2 separate regions of the Pan troglodytes genome follow, and region 2 is linked to region 1. The links are chromatin contacts, called in public Hi-C maps. All regions are on one chromosome and are shown on one strand. Each heading gives the region's core, a stretch centred on a gene start, on an enhancer-like site or on the middle of the called end of the contact. The rest is flanking DNA. Distances are from core to core; before and after follow the strand shown.

Region 1 (5,347 bases), core at 336-2,835:
CATACTTATATTTGTTCTTTTTTGCTTATCCCAATTTGTTTTGCTCCCTCTTATCTCAAAACTTCTAACCCAAATCTCTCCATAGCTACCAATCCTACTTTAATAAGTGACACTTCTGTGTTTTGTGTTTTTTTTTTTTTTTTTTTTTTTTTTTTTTTTTTTTTTTTTTGAGACAGGGTCTCTCTCTGTCACTCAGGATAGAGTGGCACAACCTCAGGTCACTGCAACCTCCCCCTCAAGGCTCAAGTGATCCTCCCACCTCAGCCTCCTGAATAGCTGGGACTATAGGCACGTGCCACCGTGGCTAGCTAATTATTATTATTTTTTTTTTTTTGTAGAGATGGGCTTTTCCCATATTTCCCAGGCTGATCTCAAACTCCTGGGCTCAAGCGATCCACCCACCTCAGCCTCCTAAAGTGTTGAGATTACAGGCATGAGCCACTGCGCCCAAACATTAATAAGCGAAACGTTCTAAAGTTTCAAGTGGGGGACTAAAGGAAACTAAGAAATGTTTCACTCCAAAATATACTTCTTTGACATATTTTGAGATGACTACTCAGAGGGCCTGCAACACAGGAATCAGCCTGCAAAGCTGAGTCTTTTACGGGGATTTGCAGCTGTAGAGGAAATAAAGTGAAGTAACAACAGATGCAAACAGGCTTTTTCTGAAGCCCCACCTTGTCCAGAACAAGGAAAGATTAACTGAGAGCCTGACACCTTTAAAGGTTTTATAGAAACATCTACCACAGGCTCCCATCTCTTTTTTTTTTTTTTTTTTTTTTTTTTTTGAGATGGAGTCTTGCTCTGTCGCCCAGGCTAGAGTGCAGTGGTGTGCTCTCAGCTCACTGAAACCTCCGCCTCCCAGGTTCAAGCTATTCTCCTGCCTCAGCCTCCCAAGTAGCTGGGACTATAAGCGCCCGCTACCACACCCAGCTAATTTTGTATTTTTAGTAGAGATGGGGTTTCACCATGTTGTCCAGGCTGGTCTCGAACTCCTGACCTCAGGTGATCCACTTGCCTTGGTCTCCCAAAGTGCTGGGATTACAGGCATGAGCCACCGTACCCAGCCTCCCATTTTTCCTTTCTGAGGGCTGCTACCTGTGAGATCATCTGCATAACAAGACCACCTTTGCAGCACAGCTTGCCTCTTCTCTCCTTCCCATAACCTCTCATGCCACCATAACGTGTCTTGACAAGCTTCAAGCCCCTATTCTTTCTGTAACCTCAAGATAGTATTAAAGAGTTGTGAATGGAAAATAAAATTTTGGGACCCCATATTCACCATACCTAAGGGAAAAGGTCAACCTTGAGAACTGAGTCACACAAAACTGCCTCCCATTTTGTTCCTCAACAGCTACAAAGATGAAAGACTACCTACATACCTCCCTCGCAATTTGCTCACAAGCAAATTTTTTGTGGGCCCTCAAGATCCTTACCCTAAAACAGTTCTGTTGAATTTCACCCTGACAATAACAATTTATCTTCAGAAGAACGGGACAAAGGATAGAACCAGAAGTCATACCTCTTGCTCACCTGAGACAAATGCATATTTGACTGCTTCCTCTATTCTGTTTACTTATCTTATGTAAAAATGTAGATTCACTGAGCATGACACAAATGCCTCTACCCTCTCCTTTCACATGTAAAATGTGGATCCACTGAACGCTGATGAAATCTTCAAAAGGTTGCAACTCCTTGCCTCTTTCATCTACACTTCTTTTCTCTCCTGCCCATGTTTTCCCCTTTAAATATGGAAGCACTCAAAATCCTCTTTGGAAAAAAAGTGTGGGCCACAGATTCTATTGTGGCTAGTGGCTTTTTTTCCTGGGTGTATCATCAACCTTGGCAAAATAACTCTCAGTTGATTGAGACCTGTCTCAGATACTTTTTGGTTTACAGCATCAGCTGTCTGGACATTTGAGTTTTTCATATTTTGTATGACTCCCATGCCCATATGTACATTAATAAATCTGTAAGCCTTTTTTCCTGTTAATCCATGGTCAGTTTGTTTTACAGACTCAAATTATCAAAGCTTCAGTGAAAAAAATTAAACTTTTATACACTTTGCATATATAAAATAATTTATAATTTTCCAAGTCTTCAGCTATGTACACCTCTGGTCACAGTAGCATTATTCACAATAGCTAAAAGGTAGAAGCAACGTAAGTGTCCATCAGTGGATGAATAAACAAAATGTCATCGATACATGCAATGGGATATTATTCAGCCTTAAAAAGGAAGGAAAGTTGATAAATGCTTGAGGTGATAAGATACCCCAATTACCCTTTGATCATTACACATTGAATGTTTGTATCAAAATGACACATGTACCCCATAAATACGTACAATATTATATATCCCTAATTAAAAATAATTTTAAAAAATGAAGGAAATTCTGATACATACTACGACATGGATGAACCTTGAGGACATTATGCCAAGTGAAATAAGCCAGACACAAAAGGACAATTGTCATATGATTCCACTTATATGAAGTACCTCAAGTAGTCAAAATCATAGAGACAGAAAGTAGAATGGTGGTTACCAGGGACTGGGGAAGAGAGAATGTGGAGTTATTGTTTAATGAGTAAAATTTCCGTTTGGGAAGATAAAAAATTTCTGGAGATGGAGAGTGATTATGATTGTACACTAAATGGTTAAAATGGTAAATTTTATATGTTTTGCTATTTTTAAGGGTTTTTTAAAAATTATTATTACATAAATGTCCATCAATAGAGGATCAATAACAGAAATTTTAGAAATCATACAAGGAAACACCACAGAATGAAAAACAATGAAATAGATCCACATGTGCTGGTATGGAATGCTTGCCAAGGTCACACACACACACACACACATACACACACACACACACACACCCCAAAGTGATGAACAGAACAGTAGGGATGGAATGCCTCCATTCACGTTACATAGACTTTATCTGGAAAAGACTCAAGAAACTGCTAACTACGATCAATTGCCGCTGGACAGGTGGGACATGGCAGCATGGAGTTCAGGAGTGAGTTCAGGACTTATGTATTCCAAAAAAAAAAAAAAACAATTCTTTTTGAAAACAGCAATCTTCTAAATTATCTATAGTACTGAAAGAGAGGAATAAAGAAGAAATAACTAGATCCACCCCTAATACCCCAGTTATGGGGATCTGAATTTCAAGAGGTCAAGTGACAAGCCAGGGAACACACTGGTGACAGAACTGAGACCAGTTACCCAGTATGTACTTTTTCTGAATGTTTGAAATATTTAATAAAAATACTTTTTTAAAAAAGTCTCTTTCTTCATTGCTAGCTTATTAAAGCGGAAAATATTGTTTTCCCCAAAAATAAACTATGTTTGGGAAAATTTTAATATTTTATAGTTTAATTTTTATGTCAGCAAGATTTCCATGCTTGGTAACATTTGCCCTTGTATATAATTGTTTTTTTAAATTTTCAAGTCTTCTTTGATGAAAGATTTTTCTAGTCCTTTACTTCCTGGTTGGGGCTTTCATTGACCATTATTTTAATTTCCATGTTTGTTGTTGTTCACATAACCGAATATGTAGAGAACAGATTTTTTTAAACAAAATAGACGTTTTTAAATAATCACAAAAAATGAGACATTCACACATGCCTGTGCATATATATCTATCCATACATATATATGGATCCTGATTTCCAATTCAACACTTTCCCACTCTGTCATCCTTTACAGACTTAAGCTGCAAAAACAGTCCTCAGTATCTCTTAAAGGCATGACTTGTTTTATTTACAGATAAAAACTCATATCCTCCACAAGGTGGTTTTCAACCAAACATCCTGCTTTAAAGGTAGTTCACCAACCACAAACTGCTAACTGTAAAATCTAGAGAGTCCACAAGGTGGCACTAGATACCGTTGGTCAAAGTCCATAACCTAGTAAGGATTTCTAGAAAACAGGGTTAGAGAGGTGCCTCTGGCATCAGCAAAGATGAAAAATTGAAGCTAATATGAAAGGCATCTTGTTCCTGTCTAGAGGGACAACTTCCAGCCAAAACACATTTGAAGCTCTAATTACATACTTAAAGATTTATCCAAAATGCCAAGCATAAGTTATAGACTGCCTATGGTGGAGTATATTTCTTCCAGTGGCAAATTTACATCTGTTCCTTTGGACACACTTCATTACTAGCATATGATCATCTTAAACATGTTTCCATAAACTCCCTCCTAGTATACATTCCCCCTAAATATATATACACACATACACAGACAGACTTGAAGATTAAAAACCATGAAATGTATTTTTAGGGGATTTTTTTTGGTAAGAACTCATAATCAGATCCCTTTAAAATAATATTCACATTACACAATAGTTAACTGTCTTCATCTTTCTGTAATTCTTAATTTTCAAGTTATGAAGATCCCACAACTAAGAATTGTTGTGGTTTAAGCCTCAACTCAGATGATAAAAATCTTAAAACTCACATAAAAAGATCTATTTCTGATCTTTATAATCTTATATCAATTTATCATACATTGGGAAACTTTATCACCAGCGCTTTAAGAAATTATAAAGGATAACACCCAGCATTTGATCTTGAATAGATTTTCAGCCAATGAATGAGCCTCAGAAATGCCTTTAAAAAGGCTGAAAATCTGAAATCATTTAAGACTTTTTTGGTGCATATTATCATGGCTTTTTTAAAGCTAAGAATCTCCTGGAGATGATTTAATAAAATGTGCTGATGCCTTAAGTACTTTACAACACACAAATTCAGTGTGATCTATTCACTTCATTCAGAAACATTTTTTGTGTGTGCAGACCGAAGAATTTTTCCCACAACAGTAAGGGTATGTGTCTTGCATCCTGATTAATCAAAGCATAACAGCATCTTACAGCCTATAATCTACTTTTTTAAGTGAGCATTTAAATTCAAAAGTACACTGTATACAGAAAACCAGGCTGTTTAAAGGACCACATCTCAATTATATTGCATATATAAATTGATTATATTTGTAAGACTATTTTACATGTAAAACACCCCCAAAAGATTAATGGGTATATGCTTTTTAATAATGTGTTTATTTCCAGCAGTGTTTATGGTACTAAGGCCAACTTTCTTAAAATTTGAAGGGAAAATAAATATTAAAATCTACCAACAAAATTGAGAACTCACTCCAGTCCCAGGCTAACTCCAGTGATGGGGAGAACGGGCAGTGTGGGCAGCTAGGTTGATTCTACTGCCAACCTAAAAGCTTACAGTACTTGCATGATTTCCAGAAGACCATGGCAGACTGTGTGCAGACTGATGAATGGGGAACCCACAGTCATCGAGAATCGGCATCAAAATAACGTCTCAGTGATGACA
Region 2 (4,948 bases), core at 1,662-4,161, 300 kb after region 1:
AGGCCCTAGTCCAGATTTACCCAGTTCTCTTCATCCCATATCCCAAAATAAATTGTAGACAAACGAAAAAGTTAAAGCAAAAAATGCAACCAGATCCTGCATAGAAGAAAAGATTATCTCAGCAAAAGGCCAAAAATAGAACTTGCAAAGGAAAAGATTAATAGACTTGCTTTAACTACAATTTAAAATGTTTGCACCACTAACAAAATTAAAAAACAACAAACTACAATTACGCCTGTAATCCCAGTACTTTCGGAGGCCGAGGTGGGCGGATCACCTGAGGTCAGGAGTTTGAGACCAGCCTGGCCAACATGGTGAAACCCGTCTCTGCTAAAAATACAAAAATTAGCCCCGTGTGGTGCCACGCGCCTGTAATCCCAGCTACTCGGAGGATGAGGCAGGAGAATCGCTTGAATCTGGGAGGCGGAGGTTGCAGTGAGCCAAGATCACGTCATTGCACTCCAGCCTGGGCGAAAGAGCAAGACTCTGTCTCAAAAACACACAAACAAACAAACGAAAAACATAAAGAATGCTCGTGCTATACTAATTGGAAAAAAGAACCTGTTAGAAAAAAACACAGCCAATATTCTAATTTTGAAAACAAATTTTTATGTCAGTATAGGTATAAAAATAACGGAAAGATAGAAAGCAAAATGTTACCATTGATGAGCTCAGGGTTGTGAGATTATGGTAAATTTACTTTTGCTCTTTGTACTTTTCTGTTGTCTCCATTCTGTACTAAAAACGTAACTATTTTCTAATCAGGAAGAAATTAAGTGGCCGGGCGCGGTGGCTCGCGCCTGTAATCCCAGCACTTTAGGAGGCCAAGGCGGGCGGATCACTTGATGCCAGAAGCTCAAGACCAGCCTGGCCAATATGGTGAAATCTCAGCGCCACTAAATATACAAAAATTAGCCAGGTGTGGCAGCTCGCGCCTGTAATCTCAGCTAATCTGAAGGGTGGGGCACGAGAATTGCTTGAATTTAGGAGGTGGAGATTGCAGTGAGCCGATATCCCATCTCTGTACTGCAGCCTGGGCGACAGAGTGAGACCGTGAGAAAGAAAAAAGAAAAAAAAGAAAAGGAAGGAAGGAAAAGAAGGAGAAATTAAGCTATTCTACAAGTGTGTGAAAAAGTTGGAAGAACGATGTTTTAATAGCCCTGAATCAAATGTATAATAGTATTTAACAAACTCTACAATTGAGTACTCTTGAGATTTTAGGGTTTTATGCCAGCTATCACCCTCCCTTGGAGCGGGAGATGAGGAAAAGAGGGACCCAAAAATGAAACTGAAAAACACTCCAGCTAATCAAGAACTTGAAATTGCTTGCAATTTGTGACTATGTTAAACAACATCTAAACAAAGTCAAGCTCCTCTAAGTGCAAACAATACGTGGGATGCTGAGGAGAGTGTGCGTTTACTTTCACTACAAAATGTTTTGGAGTAAAACTTCATTTTGAAATATAAAGATTTTGTTGGACACAAGGCTATGTGGTAAGGCAAAATGGTAAGATGGTGGCATGACACCCCCTTGTGGTTTCCACCTATTCCCGGTTCTGTGCTAGATACTAACTATTCTAGGATTTTAAAATGTCTCTACATTTCTTCGAACTTTAATTCGGGCCATACTAGCATTCGTGAGCATTTATTTGAGCTGAGTACGCACATAAAACTTAGGAGGTCATAAAAACTGAGCCTCACAAACAAGTAGTGTCTCTTTCAAATATAGCTTTATCTCCTGGGGGATGGTGAAGGGATCAGAGTAAAGTCTGTGATTATTACTTTCCAGCGATTGATTGGTTGATTGGCATGTGGTTGTCAGAAAAAGCAGTGGACGTGAACAAAGAGACATCATTGCAGCCCTAACTATCCGAGTGACCTTGGGTACCTGATAATCCACATGGCTCTCAGTCATCCTCTTAACCGTTTGAACCTCAGGGGTTTAGGCTACCAAAATGAATTAAGACCCAGTCTTTAGCTTCTCACACATTTACTTTTCCATTTTGTAAAATGTGACTAAAAACCTCAACTCATTGTCAAAAGGACTGAATTAAACATATCACCACACTTGCACAGAGATCATTTATGGAACCATGTTCACAAATTTATTTATGCTCGTGTAATTTAATCATTTCTACAGCTGCTCAAAGAAAGTCAAAGTCGAGAAAGGACTTAAATCGTCGAGTCCAGTCCCCCTTAACTCCTCATTCATTCCACTATTTCTCGAGCCAAGGAATCGGGTGAAACTCAACAACGACTCGCAGTCTTCAGGTTTCACCCTCTTGCCCTGAGGGCAGCATCCTAGCCCTGGGTGGTTCTCTGGTGTGGCCTCAGTAAAACCGTGACGAGGTCCTCGGCCTCTCTGTCCCCAACAGGCGGCTGGCACACTTCGGGGTCTGAGATGCCATCTGCCTTGCCTAACCTGGGCAAGACCACTCGCGTCCTTTCCTTTGAGGAGCAGCGTGGGAAAGGTGCCGCTGCGCGCCACGTTTCTCCCGGTTCCCCAGGGCTTGAAGGGGCGGTAGAGGCGGGCGGGATAAATTCGCTGGCCGCCTGGCGTGGAGTAATCCTAGAGGGTGGGATCGCCCTCGGGGCTCGGGAGGGGCTCTTCCCCGCCCAGAAGGAGACTGCGGCGGCGCAAGGCCTCCGGCAGGGGGCGCGGGCCGCTGGGCCTCCCCCGGGGCTGCGGGCCGGTGGTCCCTCCCAGGCCGCGTGTGCGGTGCGTTCGCGCAGCCCGCTCCCTGCCCCCACCTCACCTCGTCACCTCCCCGCCCTCTCGGCGGGCCCCTGAGGTGCGCGGCGCAGGCGCGGAGCGAGGCGGCCAGGGCAGTGCGGCCGCGGAGCCTAGGCCAGGGGCCTGGCGCTCAGGGCGTGGGGCGCGCGGGGAGGGAGAGGGGTCGGCCCAGCACAGCGTCCGGGAGCGCTAGGGCCGGAGCAGCGCTGCCCGCCGCCGTGCGTCCGCGGGAAGGACCGCGCGGCCCCTCCGCCTGCGCTCTCGGCCGCCGCCGCCTCTGCGTGGGCCGGCCGGGAGGGCCTCGGGGGACTGACTGGTGAGTGTGAGGGAGGAGCGGGTGGGTCGGGCGCTGGACTGCTCCAGGGGACGCGGGCGTGCGGGCGCATCTTCTAACGGGAGAGGGCGGGAGAGACCGGAGCTCCCTTTATACGGAAACTCTGCCTTCGTTATATGGCGGGATGGCGTTCCCCTCCCCCATCCCGAAAGCAGTTCCACCCCCTGCGCAGGACGCCTTGGCCGGGCTCCCCTCGGCCCCCTGCTGCCGTTGTCTTTACGGAACCTTTGGTGTCGGGGCTTGGAAGTCTCCTTGGCGCCGGCTTCTGGGCCCGGGCGAGGCTGGTGCGTGGCGCCGGGGTGGAGGCGGCTAAGTCCCGGGGACTTCTGCCCTGCGCCTCCGACGGGCATTTGTCTGGCTGCGTCCGGGCTCGGGACGATCCTGGGTCCTCGCTGGCGCTGCGGCCCTGCCCGGCGGCTTCGTGACCTCCGGCGGCGAATCCCCGGGCTCGCGCAACGAGTTGTAGCCGCGGAGAGCAGGCGTCGATGCTGGCGCCCAAAGCCTCCAGCCTGAGAGTCGCCTCACTCGTGACGGTGCTTAGAAACCCTTTTTTTTTGGTTTTGTCTTTAAGTACTGTCTAGGGAAACGAATCATTTGAAGCAGTTTATACCTTTTTTTTTTTTTTTTTCGAAGAGAAAGATTTATGCCGGACTGAAAAATAGCGAATCAAGTATTTAGTGACCGTGTGATATTGCAGTAAAGACTGCCTCCAGGTTGGACATGTAGTGGATTCTAGTTCAGGCTCTCCTGCAACATGTTTTGTTTCAATTCTTTTACAATTTAAAGCATATGCTTATTTTAATGAGAACGAAAAAGAAAGCTTAACTCTTTTTAAACTCGTTAAAAATGGAGTTATTTACTGTAAAGACGTCTTATAGCAATTAGGAAGAATATACATTGCATGAAAGGCCTTTTGAAACGTTTATCTATTTGATGATTGCTGACTGCCTGTTGTATGTATTGTATTTTGTGCATAGACTTTCTTGTTGGTTGAAAAAAATGACAGGTGGAAAGATGTTGGTTTCTAGGTGATAGAAAAATTTTTTTAACATTTTTCTGATTTTTCTGCAGTGACACGTTTTACATATGTCGTTTGTATTTCAGAGGGAGGGGGGACTGTGATAGGTTGCTTGTGATTCAGAATCTTCCTGCTAAGAAGACTAGTGAGCAAATGTTTATGACATCCTTGAGTAAAAAGCTAAGTTTTTTCAAGGCTGTTATGCACACAAAAGGCACATAAAAATGATTGCTAAAATGAAGGATGGTTAGCATTTTTGGTCTTGAGTAGGCATCACCGTTGTGCTGAAAGGAAGTCCGATAGACATTTGGTTATCGTTCGGCCCTAAGTAGGAGTCAAACCCTTCCTGATCCATGTGCCTCCTCCTCTCACCTAACAGCCTGAATCCAGGCCAGCTTGCAACGTTGATTTTAATACCACGCTTGGTTTCCTTTTCTTACTTTTATTCTTCAAGTTGCAAAGAACTTGAGATGCATTCTGAAATAACAAGAGACTACTTAACATGTTCGGCTGAGTGTTTTCAGTGTTCTCCCTGATACTTTTAGAGTATTTAGAACATGAAGTGTGAAGCTTTGGGCTATATGAATCGTAATAGCTTTTCTCTTTTTGATTTTTGAATGCCGTGAATTGAGATGGTTACTCAAGGAATGATTGTTTACATTGTTAGGTGAGGCATTTGATTTTATTCTTTTTTCTTTCTTTCTTTCTTTTTGAGACAGAGTTTCACTCTTGTTACCCAGGCTGGAGGACAATGATGTGATCTCTGGTCACCACAACCTCCGCCTCCCGGATTCAAGCGATTCTCATGCCTCAGCCTCCCGAGTAGCTGAGATTACAGGCATGTGCCACCACGCTCGGCTAA

Evidence for each region. A called contact is a pair of places that touch in the nucleus more often than the background predicts.
Region 2: a contact with region 1 is called in a Hi-C map of induced pluripotent stem cells, with 4 times the contacts expected there. The contact joins the promoter of ZNF639 here to the enhancer-like site in region 1. A contact is called at or near these places in 5 of 7 Hi-C or Micro-C datasets (blood, induced pluripotent stem cells, a lymphoblastoid cell line and 1 more), 1 of 1 datasets of contacts at active chromatin or transcription factors (stem cell-derived excitatory neurons) and 1 of 1 other capture datasets (stem cell-derived neural stem cells).

The regions. Positions count from the first base shown.
Region 1 is chr2:182,202,881-182,208,227 of NHGRI_mPanTro3-v2.0_pri, forward strand. No RefSeq gene overlaps it. Among named protein-coding and RNA genes, the nearest start is that of ZMAT3, 57 kb to the right of the region's middle. Within about 2 kb of position 1,586, at least 1 of the 24 cell types and tissues checked has an H3K27ac peak or open chromatin away from gene starts, as enhancers often do. A contact at or near this core is called in induced pluripotent stem cells, where this site is marked.
Region 2 is chr2:182,498,528-182,503,475 of NHGRI_mPanTro3-v2.0_pri, forward strand. ZNF639 (zinc finger protein 639) reads left to right here and starts at 2,912. Exons shown (of 5, transcript XM_016942322.4): 1 at 2,912-3,050.